3 separate regions of the Mus musculus genome follow, and all the other regions are linked to region 3. The links are chromatin contacts, called in public Hi-C and HiChIP or PLAC-seq maps. All regions are on one chromosome and are shown on one strand. The core of a region is the stretch at or near the end of the contact, and the rest is flanking DNA. Distances in the headings are between cores, read along the strand shown.

Evidence for each region. Hi-C and Micro-C count contacts between places; a contact is called where the count stands out from the background. HiChIP or PLAC-seq counts read pairs in DNA pulled down with a chosen protein or histone mark.
Region 1: an H3K4me3 HiChIP or PLAC-seq map of bone marrow-derived macrophages shows a contact between it and region 3, with 2.4 times the contacts expected there. The contact joins the enhancer-like site here to the promoter of Wdr60 in region 3. A contact is called at or near these places in 6 of 39 promoter capture datasets (the C10 cell line, the HPC-7 cell line, hematopoietic stem and progenitor cells and 2 more), 1 of 15 datasets of contacts at CTCF or cohesin (the NIH/3T3 cell line), 10 of 484 Hi-C or Micro-C datasets (3T3-L1-derived adipocytes, CD8 T cells, the HPC-5 cell line and 6 more), 7 of 115 datasets of contacts at active chromatin or transcription factors (the 230-238 cell line, CD8 T cells, the SCID.adh cell line and 4 more) and 3 of 9 other capture datasets (adipose tissue, liver and pancreatic islet).
Region 2: a Hi-C map of granulocyte-monocyte progenitors shows a contact between it and region 3, with 3 times the contacts expected there. The contact joins the enhancer-like site here to the promoter of Wdr60 in region 3. A contact is called at or near these places in 1 of 39 promoter capture datasets (the HPC-7 cell line), 2 of 484 Hi-C or Micro-C datasets (granulocyte-monocyte progenitors and macrophages), 2 of 115 datasets of contacts at active chromatin or transcription factors (the HPC-7 cell line and bone marrow-derived macrophages) and 3 of 9 other capture datasets (adipose tissue, liver and pancreatic islet).

The regions. Positions count from the first base shown.
Region 1 is chr12:116,333,030-116,335,729 of GRCm38.p6, forward strand. Esyt2 (extended synaptotagmin-like protein 2) reads left to right here. Exons shown (of 22, transcript NM_028731.5): 7 at 1,172-1,227. Among named protein-coding and RNA genes, the nearest start is that of Esyt2, 53 kb to the left of the region's middle. Within about 2 kb of position 1,437, at least 10 of the 459 cell types and tissues checked have an H3K27ac peak or open chromatin away from gene starts, as enhancers often do. A contact at or near this core is called in the HPC-7 cell line and bone marrow-derived macrophages, where this site is marked.
Region 2 is chr12:116,144,039-116,146,738 of GRCm38.p6, forward strand. Vipr2 (vasoactive intestinal peptide receptor 2) reads left to right here. Exons shown (of 13, transcript NM_009511.2): 13 at 99-2,223. The coding sequence ends at 272. Among named protein-coding and RNA genes, the nearest start is that of Gm23732, 28 kb to the right of the region's middle. Within about 2 kb of position 1,448, at least 78 of the 459 cell types and tissues checked have an H3K27ac peak or open chromatin away from gene starts, as enhancers often do. A contact at or near this core is called in the HPC-7 cell line, bone marrow-derived macrophages and granulocyte-monocyte progenitors, where this site is marked.
Region 3 is chr12:116,261,707-116,264,406 of GRCm38.p6, forward strand. Wdr60 (WD repeat domain 60) reads right to left here and starts at 1,319. Exons shown (of 22, transcript NM_146039.3): 1 at 1,145-1,319. The coding sequence starts at 1,159.

The sequences.
Region 1 (2,700 bases), core at 187-2,686, 71 kb after region 3:
GCTGTCCTAGAACTCACTCTGTAGACCAGGCTGGCCTTGAACTCAGAAATTTGCCTGCCTCTGCCTCCCAGGTGCTGGGATTAAAAGCGTGTGCCACCACGCCCGGCTTGATGTGTTCTAAAATTGGTTTCTTCTTTTGGAACCATAAGATCTCAGTTGGAGAGGTGGGTGCTTTGGAGACTGAGACTGTACAATTTCACTTAACATGTCCTCGATAAGTAATAAACACTGAGTATTTTAATGTGCACAGTATCCATTTTAGTAGAGAAAAATCAGTATTTACAACCAGTAGTTTTAACTGCTATGTCTACTTAATAGAATTATGTAAGAATTACTGAGATGACTATAAATATCCAATGAATAGACAGAACATGTTCTATTCATAGGAATATGCAAGTAAAAAATTCAAAGTAAAGTACCGTTGTTCAACTACCAACTAGGGTGAGTTTTAATATTTCTTTCTGGTAACAACATGGAGAAGAAATGTTTCTATCCAATACTTTTGTTAGTAACAGAACTTTAAGTAGTGATTTGGGGGATCACTAGGTACTGATACTGAAAATGAACATATAATCTTTAGCATCATGCTCCACTTGAAAATTTTTGCTTTTGATGGTATTCATGTGGAGTTTTCTTTTTGTACTATGGATCTTGGGGATTGAATCTAGATCATCAGGTGAGTGTGTCAAGCACTTTTACCTGCTGGGTTATCTTGCTGACTCATACCCCCATTTTTGAAAGTTAGGCTGTATGTGTATATATAAACATGTATATTCATGCTGGACATGATGACATACATCTTTAATCCCAGCACTTGGGAGTCAGAGACAGGCAGTCTCTGCGTCTGAGGGCAGCCTGGTTTTCATGAGTTCCAGGCCAGTTGAGAGTATATAAACAAATAATAAAACAAAGGATAATCACTGAATTGTTAACTGTGATAAAGGAGAAATTGAAGTATGTTTTTAGTAGAGAAAACTATGGCCTTATCATAAAATAAGAAGTGGGCCAGTCTTCATATGCAGTGACAGCATCTGTCTTTGATAGAATACACGTTGGGGAAAGGTGTCGCAGTTCTTATCATACTTATTTCACGTACACAAGCCTGTTTGGATTGGCTATGTTGTATGGAAACTGTTTTGATATTTAATACTTTTTTTCCTTTTTAAAACAGCTTTTAGAGATTAACTGGACAGGGCTGACTAACCTTCTGGACATCCCTGGACTGAAGTAAGTGTTGACCTGCGTGTAGTTGCTGCTGCGGTCTCTCCTAGCCGCTTCTGCCTTTTGTCTGTCACCTTCATTCTTGAGAGAGTAGGTAAACATGGAACCTGGATATGAAGTTTCTAACCACAGAAATGGAAGCTCTTCTCTATTCTGTAACCATTTAGTGAATACAAAACAAGGAAGTTTCCTCTTAACAGGCACTTGAGCCACCAACAGCATATTGTCCTGTGAAAGAGTTAGCTGAGTCACTGTCGTATGTCTGATATGGTAGACCAACACAGAGTACAGTCTCTCCATTACTACTTAGCGGGAAAATCTGAAGTTAGAGTCTTCAAAACCTTTTGATGTTTACATTATTCTGTTTGAAGGCTAACATGCATGGCTTATTAGCTTACTAGGTACATTTGCTTCTAGTGGATGTTTTATGACCTATAGATTTTTACCCTTAAGTAGCTTACAAATTAATTCCAAATCTTTGATTTCAGACTGCTTCCTATTTCTGTGTGCTTGTTTATGTCTCTGAAATGACTGCTAAAACAAGATTTTGCTCTATGATCAGTAAAAGACAGCAGCTTTAATAATCTCAGGCATAGTCACAAATAGAATATATTATGATTTATCAGGTTGAGAGAGAAGTTTTATTATCTTTAAAAAAAATCTGTGAACAGAAAAGTACAACTTCAAAAGATTTGTTGATGAATTTCTAGTTCATTAGAATCTTGTTTAGAAACAAAATACTGACTTAAATTGACACAGGTAATCTCTGAGCCACCCACTGAGATTCCCAAATGATACTTTTTCATTTTTAAATAATATTTTTAATATTCTGTGTAGAAATAGCATCTTTAAAATTCAGTGCTGTCACTCAGCAGAGAAATGGGTATTTCACACCTGCTCTGAGCCAACCACTGTTCTCACTTGAACATAGATGAGAATGGCATTCTCACGGGTTCTCCAAGAGAGCTTAACCTGCACTGGCTTTGCAGCTCATAGAACCTTCTTTGTGGGGTGTCGGGCTCAGGCAGATGTTGATGCCAAATGAGATGGGCTGTTCATGCAGTCTTACAGGTCTTCTTACGCTTGTCTTCAGATGGATTCTTGCTGTGTGCTGCAGCTGTTCTGCAAATGGCACAGTCTTTCCCGCTAGTTTTACAGAAACTCCAGGGTCACTTTATGTATCTACCTGCCTTTGATAAGTTCCTGTGATTTTTTTTTTCAAGTCAGGTTTTAGTTTTATATATGCTCTACAGAGAAACCAAGAAATATTTATTACTTGAACCCTCTCCCTTCCAGTGAATGATCCCCAAAAAGGGAGAACTTACACTGCAAGTGGCAGTGCTTGCTGGATTTTGTTAGCCAGAGGTGAGCAACAGGTACATGCAAAGGTTGCTATAGAAGCTGCTTTTACTGGTCTTTATTTAGCATTATAGGTGGACTGAAATAAGCAGGCTAATTGATTGTCTTGTCTGTAATTGT
Region 2 (2,700 bases), core at 198-2,697, 120 kb before region 3:
TTGCTATCTAGTGGTTGAATACACGCTACGTGCTGCTTTGGAGGATTCACGAGTTCCTGCATTTCAAGCTGACTCTTCACTAACACGCTCATCCCCAGGTACAGTGTGAACTGAAAAGAAGATGGCGAGGCCTGTGCCTGACCCAAGCTGGGAGCCGGGACTACCGGCTGCACAGCTGGTCCATGTCCCGGAATGGCTCAGAAAGTGCCCTACAGATACACCGTGGCTCCCGCACCCAGTCCTTCCTGCAGTCAGAGACTTCAGTCATTTAGCTGTGTCCCTTGTACAGAGCTGTCAGTGCTGCTGGGTTTGACATATGTTTGCTGGATTCCTCTGCTGCCCCAGTGTCTGGTGCCTTATTGGTTCAGCCCTGGTCCTTAACTCTGATCCTCATGTGTAACTTGATTGAAACACCAATTATTATTGTCAAACTCTAGCCTTTAAGCCATCTTCTTCATAATATGGCTCAGCCATATTCTACTTTCAAAGAGAGCAAGGAAGCCAGGTGGCTGTGAACATCAAAACTGGATTCTAGTACCTATGAAGAGAACAAGGAGGAAGATTCCAGTTCCCCTACTGCCTCCTGTCAGGGGGAACCAGGTCCAGAAACAGCTGAGCATCACCACCCTGTGACACCCAACGCATGCCTATGGATGTCTCTGAAATTCCTCCTCAGTCTATGGCATACCATAGAAAGCAGTTGAGAGCAACCTTCTCATCCTAGAAGCTTCCTGGTCCCCCTAGCCTTGAGTTGTGTCCTGTGGAACTACATCTGGACAGCCACACCCTTGCCATTCCCTGGACCAAAGATAAGTCAAAGAGGATATTCATGTTTCATTGGCCAAACCAGGAACTCATATCCTCCTGAGGCACTTAGCATCTGCTGCTTCCTACAAGTGGTGAGCAGCTCTGGATCCCATGTTGTCATGAAGGCCCTTGTGACTTGTCCATTCAGCCCAGGGTTTGTTCTCTAGCCAATAGAAAACTGTTGCATTGTTAAAGAAAATCGCCATCTTAAAAACTGTTTAAAAAGAGAATTGTTTTATCAAAGTATAAAACAGCATCAAGTATTCCTACCCGATACTTGCCAATAACAATCCATATTTTTCCGATGTTTTTGCAACTGTGGGCAAGCAGACCTGAGGAAATGCTTGTCGTGGTTGGAAAAGCAGCTGAAGACAGAGAGTGCCTTTCCCTGCAGTGCTCAGAGACCCTGGAAGACTATGTCGTGGTCCAGTGCAAGGACTGTAGGTTCTGTACCTAGTGTTCTGGCACAGCCTATGTAACTTCCCCCCAACACACACACACACACACACACACACACACACACACACACACACACACACACACCAAGGAAACGAGCTGCAAAATGTGTTTCCTGTGGTTTCTGTGGCATGTAGGCCCCAGCTAGTATGAATACAAATGATCTCAACCATTGTGCCAGAGCCAGAGGTCTTGGCGGGGTCAGGAAATCACCAAAGTAGGGGCCCCACTCCCAGTACGTGGGGGCTTTAGTACAGAAAAGAAGTATCTAGAGACTAGCTGAGGCCCCGTGGCCTGACATGTGGCCTGAATGTCTGTCCCACAGAACTGCCCCTGGACTTTTGCCTCCATCAACGCTTGAAACGCCTCCAGTTTGTCTGCAACTGCATGGGGCAGGCACCTCAGATGATTTAGAAAACACCACTACCCTGCTGCCTTCCAGGGCTACAAGGCTAGAGAACAAGTCATAGGGAGTAAATGGCTTAGCTCAGGAACACTGAAAAGAGCTGTTGGCAGTGGCGATAGGTGGATGCTACAAGCCCTGGTGTCAGCCATGGCTCTCTTCATACAGAGCTCACTGCTTAGTCAGCAGTTCTGAGGACACACAGTTCTCCCATATCTGAAAGAGTCCTATCAACAACTGGGTATGACTCTGCCATGACCCTGAAGAGACATGTAGAACATGTGAACACAAGCAGTCACTGAGTGCACAGGGAATATTCAGATGTACAGGGACACCATTCTCTCAGCCCAGCATGTGCTAATGCTAAACAGAGCTGGGTCCTTTCCCTGGTAAAGAGATGGACTGATCATAAAGCGGCCACTGCTGGAACTCACCAATAGCAGAGGTGTAGTAACCATATGACCAGCATGTGACCTTACATGTTATATGTGGAATATCTACAAACACAGAGTGGAACTTAGCTGTGTATATACTTCAATAAACCTTATTTCATTCTGTGTGAGAGTCTGCTATGGATGATGCTGGGGCCCTAGAACACAGCTGCCTGCTGCTATACTCTTGAGTGCCCTGACTCTAGGCCATGCTGCCTACAATTACTCATAGAAGAAGTTGTGTCTGAGGTACCCAAGATATATAAGTGGCAGCCTGAGGATGTGTCCAGCATACCTGGCAATTCCTGCCCTGCAGCCATAATCTGCTCCCTTAGCTCTACAGAATCCGAGCCTTGTCATCAGAGCGAGCAGAAGTGTGTGTGTGTGTGTGTGTGTGTCTGGGTGTGTGTGTGTGTGTGTGTGTGTGTGTGTGTGTGTGTGTGATGTGCACATGCCTGTGTGCATATGTGTGCTTAGTATGCTTAAGTACATGTTATACTCATGTGTATGTGCTCATTTGTAAATGGTTGTTCATGAGCAAGCTAAAATGTGTCTGTAGATGTGCACATGCCTGTGCACGTATGTGTGCTTAAGAAACAACAT
Region 3 (2,700 bases), core at 69-2,568:
GTTGCTGGAGTTTAAAAAAGCAAATGAAAAAACAAAACAAACAAAAAATATCGTAAGTCAAATTGACAGACAAACACACACACAAATATCCCACCCAAACTCTAAAGAATATTCTTTCTTTTCCAAAGCTCATGATCACATATTAGAACACAAGGCAAGCCTCAATACATATAAGAAAACTGAAATAGCACCCTGAATCCTATCTGACCACCATGGAGTAAAGCTGAATATCAACAATACCAAACAAACTCATGGACACTGAACAACTTACTACTGAATGAAAATTGAGTCAAAACAAAAATCACAGAGGAAAATAAACTTTTTAAAACTGAATAAAAATTCAACATAGCCAAACCTACAGGGCACAATGAACACAGTTTGTAAGACGAAAGTTCATAGCACCAAGTGTCTCCACCAAAAAACTAGAGAGGTTTTATATTGGTAATTTCATGATGCACCTGAAAGCCCTAGAAAAACAAGAAGAAATAATAACCCCAAAAGAGTAGATGGCACAAAAAAAAAAAAATCAAACTCAGGACTGAAATCAAAGAAACTGTAACAACACAAACCAGTACGAAGAATCAATGAAACTAAAGAGCTGACTCTTTCAGAAAGATCAACAAAATGGGCAAACTTTTACCCAGTAAACTAAAAGATGGAAAGAGAAGACCTAAATTAATTAAAGCAGACAAGGGTCCTTTATAATAGACGCTAAGGTAATTCATAGGATTTATCATGAGTTGTTAATAGGGCCATAAGGACATACTTTAAAAACCTGTATTGCACCAAACCGGAAAACCTAAGAGATGGATTTTTGATATAAACGACCTACCAAAGTTAAAGTCAACAACCTTCTACCTTAACGAGACTCATGTTTCACCTTGCGGCACTTTTTTTTCAGGAGTCCTGTGCCTTCCTGAAGTTGACACTCAGCCTCGCCTCTGGATGAGTCCAGAAACTCCTCCACAAACCGCACCTGGAGCTAAGAAGTGAGAGGCAACAGCAGAGCTGAGACCTCGACCCAAACTCCGCCTCCAGCTCTCTCCTAAGTGCAGGCCCAGGAGGAACCCGATCTCCATTGCCAAGAAAGAGGGGGGTAATGGGGGCGCGGGCCGGACCAGGCTGGGCCCCGCGGCGCACCGACCTTCCCAGGCTCCATCGCTCCTCGAGGCCGGGACAGCCGCGTGTCCTCGGCCCAGCAGGCGCGGGCCACCGGAGGAAGATAAACCCGCCGTCGCTCAGCTCTACCAGCCAGCCAGGCCTGCTGCGACTTGGGTCCCAGGAGGGCCGGCGTCCCCGCCTCCTAGCAACGGGCCGAAGGCGCTGGCCCAGCATGCCCCGCGGCCGTCCCCAGCACGCGCGCCTGCGCGCCCGTGTTTTCTGCAAACACGCAGGAGCCTTTTCTTATGTCTTGAGTTTCTTTGTCTGATCCTTCTTTGACCCTCACAGTTGACAACGAGAGATGGGAAGGAAACGGTGATTGAGCTTTATACTTGAACAAGGCTTTGCCTCCTCAACTCACACCCTATAGACTGTCTTTTCATGAAAATCATTTGTGGCCAACTGCGGCAGCGCACACCTTTAGTTAATTCTATTACAATGGAGACAAGGCAGAAGGATCTTTGTGAGTTCAAGACTAGGCTGTCTGCCTAGCGATACTTAGGAAGTATCTAGATCGTATGTTAGCATTCTGAGCTTTTTCTGCAGATGAGAAGTTTACTATTCGCACACTTTTCTAAGTTACATATTACTGTAACCCACGTTAGAATTTGACTTTCCACTCACTTAACACCACACAAAGGTCACTAAGCCAAATCCTTGTCATACAAAAGGTACTAACATACATTAAGTCTTTCATCTTTGCTTAAGGTCTATTATCTTTGTTTCTACTAATCCAGTACATTTCTTAGAGGGAAGGTAATCTTGGTGTTGGCTGTGGTTTATTTTGGTCCAGTTCTTACAGAATTTTACTGGTTCTTGCCTATGGCCATTTCTGCCTCATGAGCACTGAGGTTAGAAGCAGGCTGCCCCATCTGACTTTTACGTGGGTGATGGTGATCCAGACCCTGGTCTGCGTGCTTGCATGACAAATGCTTTATCTACGGAGCTATCTCCCCAACCCCAGGAGCTACATTTTCAAAAGTTGAAAAAGGTTAAATTTAATAGTATATTTTACCAGAGACAGGCATAAACTGTTATCACTTTAACGTGCAGTATATATTTGAAGTATTAACGTATTTTTAAAAACTTGTAGTGTCTTCAAAATTCTTTACTTACAGAATATGTCAAGACTAGCCACCTCCCAAGTACCCAAAGCCCACATGTGATTAGAAGCTTCTTTAATGAGCAGAGCACACCTGTAACAAAGGGTCTGGATTTCATGACTGGAGAGATGGCTAGAGATGAAAAGGGAGGTGTGTGCAAATTTGTGAAGGGTATTGAATGTCATGACACAAAACTTCTTAATGTGAAGCTACAAAGCATTCAAATGGGAGACAGGTGCTATAGTTGGATGTTGGGATAGGTTCATGGGGAAAGAATAAAGTCAGGTAATGAAGGGGAAGGATCGAGTAAGGAACACCACTCTCTGCTCACTGCAGTCGCCTAAATATTCACACACTGTTCAGATGCATGGCCTGCCTGGGAGATGGATCCTTCACCCTGTCCATTCACTCTTCCCAAACATTCCTGTGTTGGTCC